Linked DNA regions of Sus scrofa: all the other regions are linked to region 1. The links are chromatin contacts, called in public Hi-C maps. All regions are on one chromosome and are shown on one strand. Each heading gives the region's core, a stretch centred on a gene start, on an enhancer-like site or on the middle of the called end of the contact. The rest is flanking DNA. Distances are from core to core; before and after follow the strand shown.

What was found. Hi-C and Micro-C count contacts between places; a contact is called where the count stands out from the background.
Region 2: a Hi-C map of skeletal muscle shows a contact between it and region 1, with 4 times the contacts expected there. The contact joins two enhancer-like sites. A contact is called at or near these places in 1 of 5 promoter capture datasets (liver), 7 of 47 Hi-C or Micro-C datasets (embryonic fibroblasts, psoas muscle, skeletal muscle and 1 more) and 1 of 2 datasets of contacts at active chromatin or transcription factors (skeletal muscle).
Region 3: a contact with region 1 is called in a Hi-C map of fetal skeletal muscle, with 2.8 times the contacts expected there. The contact joins two enhancer-like sites. A contact is called at or near these places in 13 of 47 Hi-C or Micro-C datasets (alveolar macrophages, brain, embryonic fibroblasts and 5 more) and 1 of 2 datasets of contacts at active chromatin or transcription factors (skeletal muscle).

Annotation. Positions count from the first base shown.
Region 1 is chr1:73,728,005-73,732,738 of Sscrofa11.1, reverse strand. No RefSeq gene overlaps it. Among named protein-coding and RNA genes, the nearest start is that of SOBP, 180 kb to the right of the region's middle. Within about 2 kb of position 3,393, at least 10 of the 83 cell types and tissues checked have an H3K27ac peak or open chromatin away from gene starts, as enhancers often do. A contact at or near this core is called in fetal skeletal muscle and skeletal muscle, where this site is marked.
Region 2 is chr1:73,824,938-73,829,897 of Sscrofa11.1, reverse strand. The region is part of intron 1 of LOC102159995 (a long non-coding RNA gene); the gene reads left to right. Among named protein-coding and RNA genes, the nearest start is that of SCML4, 160 kb to the left of the region's middle. Within about 2 kb of position 2,352, at least 25 of the 83 cell types and tissues checked have an H3K27ac peak or open chromatin away from gene starts, as enhancers often do. A contact at or near this core is called in skeletal muscle, where this site is marked.
Region 3 is chr1:73,842,884-73,847,517 of Sscrofa11.1, reverse strand. It overlaps SCML4 (sex comb on midleg-like protein 4), which reads left to right. Exons shown (of 8, transcript XM_021090762.1): 8 at 1-4,634. Among named protein-coding and RNA genes, the nearest start is that of SCML4, 140 kb to the left of the region's middle. Within about 2 kb of position 2,952, at least 9 of the 83 cell types and tissues checked have an H3K27ac peak or open chromatin away from gene starts, as enhancers often do. A contact at or near this core is called in fetal skeletal muscle and skeletal muscle, where this site is marked.

The sequences.
Region 1 (4,734 bases), core at 2,144-4,643:
ATTAACACAGGTGCTCTGGAGCCCTCTAGCGGCTGTTTGCTCTAACACCAACTCTCAGCCCTTCCTCCTGCCTCCCTCGCCAGCCCTCGGGGCAGCACTGGCCTTAGGCACCAAGTGGTGCTCTGGCGTGAGAGGAGGCCACGGTGGGCCAGGACTGCCATCCAGCGGGGGTGGACTCATGGAGGGTCTTGCGGAACCTCCCCAAGCCTCCATGAAAGGACTCTGTGTGCCTTCAGAAGGCAGAGCAATGGGCCAGCCGGTAGGCTGTGCCAGCTCATTATCTAGCTCTCCTTCTGCTCCCTGGAAGCCCAGGCCTTGCTGGACGGATGGGCGTTCTGTGTTTCTGATGTCAGATGGCCTAGTTCCATCTCTCACTGGGGCTGGTATTTGGTTGATCCTTCAGGCTCCCATTTGGCTCATAAAACACAAACATCTGCTGGGGTTCTGGTTGGCCTGTGGCAGACTCCAGAGTGGAGAGGGATGGAGGAAAGGTGAGGAAGGGAGAGGGGTTGGGGGAGGGAGGATGAGCGCAGCCTCTCTGGAGGAGTTAATTAGCTACCCTGTGATGGAGAGGCTTTATCAAGCCAGAGCCCTGATCAGCCTCCCAGGAAGGAAAAGGCAAAAGAGAAGATGAATTTTCATGGAGTTTCGCTGGAAGGCCTGGAGTAGAATCTGTGCATGCTTTTCCTCCATTGCTTTGCCTCCTCCAACTGTTCCTTTTCTCACCAGTTGGCTATTATTTTCTAACGCATTTTGATAATTACTTTATCAATCAAGAAAGATAAACAAAAGCCTAAAAATACATCTGAGGGAATGAGTTCCTAGAGCCAACCAATTTTTAGTACTATGATTTTTATTTTTTTATTTTTTTATTTTTTTTTAGGGACTTGCTTGGGAAACAATTTAAGGGCTCGGTGCCTCATTCATGGGTGGTTCTGTAGAAGATATTAACCAACTTCTGCCCTCTAGGCACTGACCCAGAGGGCCAGAGAAATTCAGTGAGTTAAGAAAACGCTATTCGAGCAAAATAAGTACCCTAAAAAGACTCGCCTACAGTCTTATCGTTATTAGGACTTCTTGCCTTTGACTGGCTTATTAAGTCAACAGTATTGGATCAAGAGAGAAAGCACTTTGTGAGCCACTCTGGCAAGTGAGAGAAAAAGACAAATACCATATGATATCACTTAAATCTGGAATCTAATATATGGCACAAATGAACCTTTCCACAGGAAAAAAAAACAAACTCATGGACTTGGAGAACAGATTTGTGGTTGCCAAGGGGGGAGGGGAGGGAGTGGGATGGACTGGGAGTTTGGGGTTAGTAGATGCAAACTATTGTATTTGAAGTGGAGAAGCAATGAGATCCTGCTCTATAGCACAGGGAACTCTATCTAGTCACTTGTGATGGAGCATGATGGAGAGAAAAAGAATGTATATATATATATATATATATATTAATATATATATATATATATATGCCTGGGTCACTTAGCTATACAGCAGAAATGGACAGAACATTGTAAATCAACTATAATAAAAAATAAATTAAAAAATTAATGAAAGGTAAAATGCAAGGAGTTTGTATCATTGCAACTGTTTAGAAAAAATTGCCAGTTACTCAATGAATAGAGCTCATCTTTCAGAAGCCAAAGGGCTGTCTAGATATGCCCTGTGAGTGACTGGACATAAACCCAGCCCATCAGCCTCAACTGTATCTCACCAGTTGGCCCAGCCTGGCCAACAGAGTATTGAGAGCCCTGGGAGAAGCCCAGGAGTCCTGCACTGGTGGGGCCTCAACTCCCACCTCTGTCCTAAATCCATGATTTGGAATGAAAAAGTCACCGGTGGAGCAAAGCACCCTCGTGGAGTTCCTGCTGTGGCGCCATGGCTTGGTGGCGTCTTGGGATGGCTGAGATGCAGATTTGATCCTGGACCTGGCTCAGTGGGCTAAGGATCCAGTGTTGCTGCAGCTGAAATTTAGGTCTCATCTATGGCTAGGATCTGGACCTAATCCCTGGCCTGGGAATTCCATATGACCTGGGGGCAGCCAAAAAAAAAAAAAAAGAAAGAAAGAAAAGCAAGCAAGCAAGCAAGCAAGCAAGCAAGCAAGCACCTCCTTGTGACCAGTTGGAAAGGCCTCTGTGGCTTGCCCCACCCCCATGTCCGCTTCCCAAAGTAACATTGTCCCCGGCCAGGAGGGGCCTGGGTTTTCTCTCCTATCAAGAACAGCACAGGACTAACATCTTCAGTGATGATTCCCGACAACCCTCAGCAGGTACCGTAGGGATATCAGACCTGCAGGAAACTGTCCAATTTATAGCTGCTCACGTAAAAGCCATCAGGAGGATCATGAAATGATTCCTCCATATGGTGCCCTGAAGCTTCCAAAAACTGTACGAGAAAGGGGCTTGGAAGGAATTCTTTCCTTTTCGGAGACAAGGAGGGTTGAAGCCAAGCATCTGTGGCAACCTGGGAAAGACACTCCTCCCCGACCCCCACCCCCTGTGCATCCCCAGGGGTGGCCTGGAAGATCGTCTGTGTTGGGGCCCTGCACCCGGGGTCACTGACATCAGCGTGTTAGGCTTTTCCATTAACCAAGCTTATGTTTTCTAGTATAAATGAACTCTACAGTTACATTGTGTGGAAGCTTTGGGACACGGTTTGCCAAATGGAAAAACATTTGGAGGTTGGGAAAATATCTTGCACATAAATTACTGAAGGCACAGAGAATCTAAAAGAGGGATGAAATCAGAAGCCAAGGAAAAGCCGGGAAGGTGCCAAAGTAAAAAACGGAGAGAGACAGAGACAGGGAAAGCGATATAATGATTTCTCTTAATGACCTGCCCTCGGAACGAAAAGGCAAGTTTCTAAGCCATATTTGAGCCTCATAAAAGCCATGTGCCTGAGTATCGGGAAAGATCCTTTAAAAGGCAAGATCAGGCCCCCATTTTTCATCCTTTCTGAGTGGAGCTCTCCATTGATTATGTTAAGTGCTGGCCACGGTAAGGAACACAAAAAGCTCATTGTCTTTGACTGTGGCAAAGGCCGGTTACACACTTGTTAATTTCCTGATTTATGACACGGAGGAGATGGAACTCAGGGCAATGCTCCCTCTCTCCCTATCTCTGTTTTCTCTCTCTGTCTCTGTCTCTCTTTCTCTCTCTCTGTCTCTTTCCCTCTGTCTCTGTCTCTCTTTCGCTGTCTTTCTTTGGTAGTGGTGGTGGAAACTATTAAAACAGAGGCAGATCAGGAAGTTTGTGATAAAGAGAAGCCAGGCTCTCGTCTGACATACAATCTCTCTTGGCTTAAGTAAACTTGCTCCTTCAAGGCCTGCCATCAACAGAGTTGGGCTCACGTTTCACCACTAAATCTGAGTCAACAATCTCTAATCTGGACACTGGGTTCGGAATCCAGGCTCAGGTTGCACTTGGAAGCTGACAGCAGAGACGAGAGCAGAGAAAAATACGGCCTTTGTTTCTGGTTTGCTCGTCCCCACTGAGCCGAGCTGAGGTCATGTGTCGTTTTCTGTCATCAACAAGATAAAAGTTTGCACCTCTCTGGCCCTGAAATGGCTCTCCTGCCATTTCTATTAAGGCCAAGAAGCTCTCTGCCCTAGGATGGGAGGGCCAAGTTTGTGGAGAGCTGAGATTTGGAGTCCTTTTCATCTTTCTGACATGTGATACCATGACATAGGCAGCCCTTGCTGGGTTGCTATGCAGATATACAATTTCTGAAAAGTAACACCCGGAAAATGAAAACCCCAGGCTGGATTAGCATTTCACAAAGAACAGGGATAAAATGTGTAGCAGTTAGGCTAAAAAGCTAAAAAAAAAAAAAAAAAAAAAAAAAAGAAGAAGAATTAAAGTTTCATGAAAACAAACTCTTTTTTAAAGGATCAATAGGTATAAAAGTATCTTATTGCATTCCTGGCCTTAGGTCCTGAGCCCTAATCCAGCTACTGTGCATGAAGGGGATATAGTGAGGCAAAGGGCTGAGACCAGGGAGGGAGGTCTTGGTGTGGGCTGGGGGCTCGGGGTGCTGGGTAGCACATAATCTCAAGGACCCCTGATGGGTGCTATTGTTTTATAAAACCTTCTTTCTGCCTATGATTGTGTTCATTGTTTTTATTTTGTAGTCATCTTTCCCTTTTGTTTAAATAAACCTAGAAAGAAGCGAGGGTGGGAAATACCCCCATTGTCTAAATGTTCTAGCTAAAAATGCTTCAGCCCTGACCTTCCCTTTCTTGATCAAGGTCGAAGGGCACATCTTCCAGAGCTCACTCGCTCCAACACCAGCCTTTCCCAAACACATTCTTTTTTCAAGCCTTCCCAATGCCAGAAATGAATTTATATGGAATATTTCAATGGAATGTGAGGCGTTGGCATGAAAAACAGGAGATGGGAAATGATGAGGGGTTTTCCTTGTTCTCCCCGACCAGCTGAGGCTCCCCGTGAGGGCCTTCTCTGCAAAAGTAAGGGTATGATGGCCCCTCACCTGCTGCTCAGATGCTCTCGAGGGAAGCCCAGAGCGGGAAATGGGAAAGGGGGTTCTGAAGACACCCAGGTGGTGGAGGAGATCTAAGGGCCTCAACCGATCCTGCTCCCACAGCGAGGGGAGGCACAGCGGCCGGGATCGACCTGCCAAACATCTCAGCCCTTCAGCATGGAGGGTGCGCTGCGTGCCAGGTGCTCGCAGGGAATGCAAAAGTGAATCAGCCCCGGTCCTTGCTCCCAG
Region 2 (4,960 bases), core at 1,103-3,602, 98 kb before region 1:
ACACTGAAAATGCATAACAATAGGCAAACTAATAGAACCGCTAAGGCTTTGGTCAACTATTATTAACACACATACAAATAATTAGAAAATGTAGATTTTTAAATTTTTTTAAATTTTAAAAAATTTTTTTTGTCTTTTTAGGGCCGTATCCGCAGCATGTGGAGGTTCCCAGGCTAGGGGTCCAATCAGAGCTGTAGCCGCTGGCCTACACCAGAGCCACAGCAACACAGAATCCGAGCTGCATCTGTGACCTACACTACAGCTCAGGGCAATGCCAGATCCTTAACCCACGGAGCAAGGCCAGGGATCAAACTCTCATCCTCATGGATGCTGGTTGGGTTCATTAACCACTGAGCCACAACAGGAACTCCAGAAAATGTAGATTTTTTTTTTTTAAAGATAATTTTGCAATAGCAATAAAAGCTATTATTTGTGTAGGAATAAATCTAACATAAGATATGTACAAGATCTTTATGAAGAAACAAAATTTTGGAGTTCCCGTCAGTGACTTGGCCATTAATGAACCCAACTAGTATCCATGAGGATGTGGGTTTGATCCTGGCCTTGCTCAGTGGGTTAAGGATCCAGCATTGCTGTGAGCTGTGGTGTAGGCCAGCAGCTGCAGCTCTGATTTGACCCCTAGCCAGGGAATGTCCATATGCTTTGGGTGTGGCCCTAAAAAGCCAAAAAAAAAAAAAGAAGAAGCAAAATTTTATATTGGAAGACATAAAGGAGAAATGGAATAAAAGGAAAGATGTACCATGTTTATGGAAAGAAAATGTTATAAAAATGCCACTTTCCTACAAATTAATATATAACTTCGTAAAATTATGATCAAAATCCCATCAGAGTTTTTCATGGGATATTTCCAGAGTAGTTCATTTCCACTGAGGGATGGGCCACAGGAAAAGCCCCACAGAGCAATGACTGGTGACAACAGTCTCATCTCCTTTTTGCCATCATCCCAAGATGATGGGGTCTTGGTCTCAGTCCCTATTCACCCCAATAAGGTGATGAGCAGGGAGTCTTAAGACTGAGATATATTTCAACATCAACTGAGTTCTGTGTTTTTGAAAGAGGAGCCATGAAGAAAATTGGTTCCTGCCATTTCTATTGCTCAGGAACCAAAGCCTCTTCAACCCTTGGATCTGGCCAGCGAGGACATCATAAATAACCCCAGCAGTGGAAAAAAAAAAAAAAGCCTTCATTTCTTTCCATGAGTTTATAAATCAGTATGTTACTCAGTTATCCCCTGACTTCATCTAATATTTTTCTCCATCACTCCACCATTGGGGATAGCGTTCTGCAGGAAAAACTTACATTCTGAAGTGTGAATTTCATCCTCTTCCAATATGGAAAAGCAGGCTCAGAGGAGGAAGAGGGAGCAGTCACTGCCAGCTTTCTGCTTGGAAACATGCCATGGAAAGGCATCCGGGAAGAATCTCGTTGGAAGATGACTCTGTCAGGCCAGATCCAGAGTTTACGGCAGGCAGCTCATGCAGGAGACTCCAGTGATCCACTAGGAGAGGTTCCTTCTCCTCCTCAGTCTGAAGGAAGCTCTGTGACACAGCTGCAGTGGAAAGTTGAACCCCAACAACCGTACCCCTGGGTACCTGGGACCTTTCGATTTGCAAATCAATTTGTCACCTTTGAGCCACAGAATGACCCCGTAACTATTGCCATGTGAAAAATGGGGAATGTGGCGTTTTACAGATGGGGAAGCAAACCCAGACCCAGAATTCACATCTAGTAAGCAAACGAGTCAGAACTCCTGTCCAGATGTTCTAAAAATAGCTGTCCGGGCTCTTCAGTCTCCACATTCTGTACCTCATTGTTTTCTGGGCGTATTCCCCTGCGATCCCACCTGCCTCGATCTCTTCAAGCTGCGGGTTGGTCAATCAGTCCCCAAGGGCCGCTTTATTCACCCGAAGGCAGAGAGAGGATGTGGTTAGTCTACTGGAAAGATCGAGGGAGGGGCTTTTGGTAACTTAACCTTTGTGCCCCTACAAAAGTGAAAGGAATTTTAAAGCGCAGCCAACAACAAACACCTTCTCTGAGTGCTGGGCGTTCCTCGCAGAGCTGCTCACGGAGCGGGCACCTGGCCAGCCCACTGCTGCCACCTTGTGGTCAAGAAACAGAGCGCCTGTCCATTTCCCTTCGGAATCACACCAAGAAAGGAAGCTGAATGCTAGGACCAGAGCGATCTTTCTTCTGTCCTTCTCGGGTTCCCCTGACAACCCCTTCCTCTGAACCCTCGGTGCCAGGGCTGCTTAGGGGCTGGTGTAACCCTCAGTGGGTGACTTCAGAGCTTCCTCAGGCCTGGGCTGCCCAGCTCCTGCCAAGTCACAGCAGCGGTCACAGGGCCCTGTAGGTGGCACCTGCTGCCCAAGGCAGTAACCAGCACACATGGCACTCACCAACCGACAGACGAAACAAGGGTTTGATCGTAAAAATAGGCCAGAACCGGACACCGGAAAGCTGGATCTGCTTGGGACCCTGTGTCTGCTGGGGCAAACCATGAGCATCAGAAGTGGGCAGAAGACACACTGCTGGAAATAGAGCTTCTGGCAGATGGCCTCTAGTGACAAACACTGTGGCAAATTTAGAGGCAGAAGTCATTGGGGGACTTGTTCCCATGTCAGCAAGAAAACACTTCAAATTCTCAGGAGACAGTAAAGTAATAGGAAAGGGGTGCCTTTTGATTATCTGTTGGCACATGCTTCTAGTGGAGGCATCTAAGTCTGGAGAGTCCATCAGTGTTTTAAGATGTAGTGTGCAATGATTTTAGATCAAGGTATTTTTAATAAATATTCATCATAGTAATCAACTGTGTGGTTGTGTGATTCACTTAATAAGAATTTCAGACAGTTCTATTTCAAAGCACCATTACACTCTGTAGCTATGGGTCCTGAAGTAGATCATTTAAACTCTAGCTCCTGTTTCCCTACCTATAAAATGAAAAGACTGAATAAATCTGTATTTCTTAAAATGTGGCTTGTGAACATAGGTACATCTGAGTCACATGGTCTTATTAAAAACCCAGATTTTGATATTACTGCTCTGAGGTCTGATAGTCTGCACTTTAGTCCATTCTTCAGGTGATTCTTATGCACAGATCAAGTAACTCCCTAAACAAGGTGAGGTGGGATCCAAGATTTATGGAGATCTATATGCACCAGGCACATAGTAGATCTTTTCCTTCAAAGAGCCCACAGTCCTGCTTGGAACATAGCTGAGTGAACAAAAGCTCTAGCAAAGGACAACAAATGCGGTGGGGGAAAGAGGAGAGAGTGAGTGATGGCTGCGGGCTTCATCCCTGAGGGCTTCTTGGAGGCGGTGACACTGAAGTTGTCTGAAAAGATGAGGTGACCAGGTGCAGAGAGGGTGCTGCTGACAGAAGTCAGGAGGGGCCCCGCGGGCCTTGTGAGCAGCATGTGACTTTCCGTCCAGTCCTAGGATCCGCGGGGACCTTTAGAGCTCCGAAGCCCCACCCCCACAGTGAGGCCAGCATCTGTAAGAGGAGAGGAACACGCGAAGGATCAGCTTGACGTTTTCATTTGATCCAAAAATGGATCCAAAGCTCTGGTAATCTCATCCTCTCCTTCCAAAGCAAGGAGAGGTCAAGTCCTCACGGAGGGAGTGCCCAGCCCCACACGTGGGAGAGCCCTGGGAGCTTCCGAAAGCCTGGGATTCTGCATCAGCTCATTACTTTCTTAAGAAAGGAGGTTTAAATAGCCTCTTTTTCTCCTTATTTCTCTTTCTCTGTTCCCCCTTTTCCTTTCAATTTCCTTCACTCTCTAATATTTAAAACTTTACTTTCTGGAGTTTTTGGAAAGATGCCTTAAAAAAAAAAAAAATCAGCCCCACCTTTAGTTACCTGCTACATGGGATCTGATCCATGTTCTGAAATCTGCCCTCTATCCTTCAGCATGCAATCTGTCCAGGCCTTCGAACACAGATAGCCGGAGTCTGGGTGGCCTCAGCCTGGGGCAGACCCTGAGGAGGAGCAAAGCACCTTCCCTTCTATATTCTGTCTGTAGTGGTTCCCTGGAGGCTGCTTCTATCTGCTCACAAGAGCTCATTCTCACTTTTCAGGAATTTTATGAACCATTGTTACATATAGACATTATTAATAATTAAGCTATACACTTTATAGTTATATGCATAATGTTAAAACAAAATAATTAATGCTCAAAACTTATCACTCCTCAGTTATTTTACCACATTAAATATTATCTATGATCTTGGGGTTATTCGCATCTCTTTATCCAAAGAGTGGAAATACCATATAATGAGGAGCCACTGCACATGCCTTGCCAACTCTGAGTTCAATGACATCGCCCTATCAGTAAATTGATCATGGTGAAAATATTTATACCACGGAAATCAGCACATGCTAGACACCAGGGCTTGATTTTTTGTTTTGCTGATTGTCTAGACATAAGAAGGTAATGGAGGAGTTCCCGTCGTGGTGCAGTGGTTAATGAATCCAACTAGGAACCATGAGGTTGCGGATTCGATCCCTGCCCTTGCTCAGTGGGTTAAGGATCCAGCGTTGCCATGAGCTGTGGTGTAGGTTGCAGACGCGGCTTGGATCCCGCATTGCTGTGGCTCTGGTGTAGGCTGGCATCTACAGCTCTGATTAGATCCCTAGCCTTGGAACTTCCACATGCCTCAGGAGCAGCCCTAGGAAAGGCAAAAAGACAAAAAAAAAAAAAAAAAAAAAAAAAAAAAAAAAAAAAAAAAAAGATGGAAAATTATTAACAGTGAAGATTAAACTTAAAATTGTGTCCTATCTATGGCTGTTACGTTGCAAATAGCACAAAAATTCGAGGGAACATTGTCCTTTATTTGAAGACTACTACCTAATTAAGAAAAATAGTCGTTCCAATCTTTGGTGAATAAGCGCAGTTCCAACCTGTGTCTTTGTGGTTTTGCTTTTGTCCTATTTGTTATCATA
Region 3 (4,634 bases), core at 1,703-4,202, 120 kb before region 1:
CAATTAGCCGACCAAATTATTGTAGCAATACGGCAATTATAATTAATTTTCACCCTTTTCAAAAATCTTGTCAAACCAGGCAGCTAAATAGCTTAGCAAATGTAAAACACTCCAGGCCATTTCCTCTAAACGGACCTTACAGAGTCAGGCCATGTGTGTCACTGTCATCCAAATGGGAGCTTATTTGGGGGGGGGGGTCTCACACTTGTACAGATGTGGTACTTGTTATTCCACGGCCGTAGATTTGCTTCGGGTTGTGGTGAATAATGATACAGTTTTGCATAATTCCAAATTAGAGTGTGTGAGAGTATGTGTGTGTGTATGTGTGTGTGTTCATGTTCCAAACATTTCCAATTACACTTGACTGTAAAACACTTTAAAAAGAAATCTACAGACAGTTCTATTGCCTAAGGCATTTTAAATATTTTATGAAGCGCGTCATTCCCTTTGTGAAAAATTCAGGTAAAAGATGTGCATTGTGTGTGTGTGTGTGTGTGTGTGTGTGTGTGTGTGTGTGTGTGTGTGTGTGTGTGTGTTTCCTGAAGCTCTAGTTGGAAGAGCCTTAGAAGTAGCTGGGAGTGTATCACTTTTTGCATTTGCTCCTTTCAAAATCTTTCCAGCTTTGCAGCACTGAGGCAGAACCCGCTATAGGCTGTTATTACCAGCTATCCCCTCTAGTGCCAGCAGGGCGCGCCCTGGAGGCAGCTGGGGGAAGGTGCCCAGTTCTGGGCCTGCCTTGTCCTGGCGCCGACTGGACTCGTCCAGCCTGCCGAGGCTCTGTTTCGTGTGACCAAGGGAACAGGCCTGAAAGGGGTACTGCTGAACAGAGATCGCCCGGTTTCGTGCCCGCCAGAGTTACACTGCGCTCCCATCACTTCCCTTCAGCAGAGTTGCCGTGTATTTCTCTTTACAGCAGGAGAAGGAGTTGGGAGCTCCTCCAGAGAACCAAATAGGATATTAAAATAGACTGGGAAGGAATATTGAGCTGAGGTTGGTGTGCATGAGAAGGAAACAGGAAGGAAGGGAAAACAAAACTATGACGTCTTAGGAAGCTAAGTCAGCACCTCTTCTAGAAGGCCCTATAAGCTCCAATACCTTGTTTTTGTATTTTTGTGCTCTGTGGAATTTTTAAAACTAAAATTATATTTTTTTATTATTTTCTGAGATTGTTTTACAAGAATTTTTCCATAGCTGTGAAGATCATTGGAAATGCCCAGAAGTAACCAGGGCCTCGAATTTAGTCATTGCCAGAAGGTCTTGAGAGATGGAGATGGTCTGCTTTCTTTCTAAAGAACCAGCCAGGTTTCCATACGTGTGAGCAGAAGGTGAGTGCTGTCCGATGTTCGTCCCGACCCAGTGCTTTTTCAACCTTCTTTGATGGGCTTAGAGGATGAGGAGATGGGACTCAACGTTTTTTTTTTAAACTTCAGATAACAAGACGTGGTTGGGAAGGAATAGTTGATTTTTTTGAAACAGCAATATTTTGTTAAGGAGAGGGATGAACACCCATCTGTGGCTGTGGTCTTTTGTTTGTCACAAACACACTCCAAGAACTGCGTAGTTGGAGTAGCCTTGCCACATGGCATAAGAAAACCATGCTGAGAACCGCAACGGTGAGCCCAGCAGATGGTCAGCCATCCAGAGGTATGAACAGTCCTGTTTGCATCTTGCGCTGTCACCCCAGCGGCTGGTCTCCCAGAGCTCCCAGCTGTGCTGCCTGGGGTGGGTGGATGGGTGGGTGGGGGAGCTCTGGAAGCCTCGGCCTCAGGGTGCCCTTCCCTCCAACTATTGTTCTAATCAGAGAGGCTTCCCCCACAGACGATTGGGAGCTGGATCTTTGGAAATCTAGCATTTGCTTGAAAGAGAATCCCTCTTATTTATTGCCACCAGTTAAATATTATGGAAACAGGTCTGCTAACAATTTGCTTTGTGTAATTTGTTCTAATGCTAATAAGCAACAGCTGGGACACTTCCTGTGGTAAATTCCTTTGTGGTTACAGTGGTATTATCACACATGGACTTCACCAAATCTGTACTTGAGAAGAAGGCTCATTCCGGCTCTCCCGAGCTGCAGGAAATTCCCCTGAGTTAGAAGCAGTTCTGGGCAAAAACATATTTTTGGAGGAGGGTTTGCTTCTCTTCACTCCCTGCTTTCTTAAGCAGGGCCCCAGACCTGTGCTCTTAAAATCCTTAAGAGCCTGGGGTTCTCCTCATGCTTGGCATTGAGCTTGATTTCCTCCAGAGGAAAAGACAGCAAGCAGAGCTGAAAAATGACAGCTTCCTCCAGGTCAGGGTGCTGTATCCAGAGTTGATATGGAGAGGCTGGGAGCGAGCCATCCGAGGCCAAGAGCTGTTCAGCAGTTGGTTAAGTAATGATGGGGCATCTCTCCATCCAGAGGGTCTAAATGTACCACTGAGACTTGCTCTGGGCTGCCAGCCCACCCTTCTTCTGCTCTGTAGCTCGACTGCATGACCCGAGCCTTAGAGTTGGTTCCATGTACTAGATGCTTGTTGCAAAGGCCAACACAAACATCTACTGGATCCTACTTTGGAACACAACCAACGCTTTGCTTTTCCAAACAGCTCACTATGAAATCGCAGACCCTCCCTGAGTGTCACTTTTCAGTAAGCATGTGTGACCGGAGGCTACCTCCATCCTAAGCGTGGCACCCCCAAATCTCAGGAAGGCTCTACCTCCCCATGCAGCACTGGAGCACCTTCCCCACAGCCCTGAGAAATGGCTCTGCCTGACCACTTCCCATTAGGGGGCATTCACTCCCATAGGAAGTGGCTTATTTCTTTGTTGGACAGCTCTGGTTGTGAAAAAGTTATTTCTCAGGGAGACACAGATGTCTGTGAATCACAGATGCTTGAGATGAAGCCAACTCTGCAGTCTTTCTCTTTTTAACAGAGCTTGTCCAGGCAGTCACCACGCCTATAATACAAACTGACATCAACGAGTAGATCCCAGCTCCACCGCATCAGGGTAGAGGAGCAGACAGTGTAAATGTAGGACTCAAATAGGTCATGGCCATCAGATTAATCAGCCCCGTCATGAAAAACGATTGAAACTCTTGTGGACACACACACACACACACACACATACACAAAGGGTGTCCTGGCAGGATCTTCAGTGTAGTTGTAAATCTGGCTGTGGTCACATAAGCATGTGAGTTATGAAAGCTTGTGGGAATAAATATCATTAAGTCCCTGTGCCTCATTAACTGAAGAAGATGCTCTGAGACGTGGAGGCCCTATCTCTTCATCGTCCTCACCGGTAATATAATAAACTAAGAGCTTTAGCTGAGACAGAAACAAGTTATCATTGATGGTAGAAAAGTAAACATGGTCTGTTGTGAATTTATGCAAGTTATGCAGTTTATGACGCCAAGCCCAAGTCGGTGTGCTTATGGATACATGCCCCAGTGAATGTGTATTTACAAACAAGGAGTTGGGAAAGGTTTGAAAAGGGATTGCAGAGGAGATTTTGCTCTCTAGAGCGTTCTTATTCAGAAGAACTATCTAGCAATGATGTAGAAATCAAACCCCAAAGTTCACATAACTTGTAGTTTATATAGTTTACTTAGGTAAAATTCTGGATTATGGAGCAGATTCTCTGAAAATATTTTAAGTCTTGGTCCTTGGAAAAAGTAGCTACTATCCTGCACTGTACACAGCACCTGCCACAATAAGGCACCTCATTACTATTCACTGGCTGATGGAATGAACGAATGCTTGACTAGTTTCCATATGTTCTTCAAAAAGCCGCTAGTTTCTTTTTGGACCCCATACCTTTACCAAAAGGAGGCATGCTGAAGGGACAGACCAAAAGCGATGAGGCCTTTCTCTGATTCCCCAGACACCCGAGGAGGTCAACCCCACAGTCTCAGCACCTTGCGTGTCGCTCTCCTCTTTTTGTCTTGAATGGCCTCCTGCTCTACTGCAGACATTAGAGAGCAGCAACGGATTCTTTACAGCTTTACTTTTAAGACACCTTCTCCTTTTCATTTGCAATCCATGGCGCCTCTCAGCAATGAGTAGGGTTTCCTTGGGCTGGTTCACTGCCTAAGAGTGGTGGTAAGTGTCTCCAAGAGGCAGAGAGCACTTTCCATGAGCCCTCATTCCCACTGCCTTACTCACCTTGCAGAGGATAGGTGGGTGCCGGGTCTCCCCACAGGCCACTGTGTCCTAGAGCTGATGGTAGCACGCCTGGGAGGGCCCAGCCCACAAGAGGCCTTCCCCATTCTCTTCACTCTTTTCCCATCTCCATCCTTGAAAACAGATTCAGAAAGATCGGGGGCAGAGTTCCTGTTGTGGTGTAGTGGTAACCCAACTAGCATCCACGAGGATGTGGGCTCCATCCCTGACCTCTCTCAGTGGGTTAGGGATCCAGCACTGCCATGGGCCATGGTGGAGGTTGCAGATAAGACTCGTGACTGTGACTTAGGCTGACAGCTGCAGCTCAGATTCGCCCCCTAGCCCAGGAATTTCCATGTGCCACAGGAGTGGACCTAGAAAGCAAAAAAAAAAAAAAAAGAAAGAAAAGAAAAGATCAGGGGCTTTTCCCTCCCCACCCCCCCCAAATGGTTACATAGGAGTGGTAAGAATAGAATCATATGACTGATTTTTTTCTC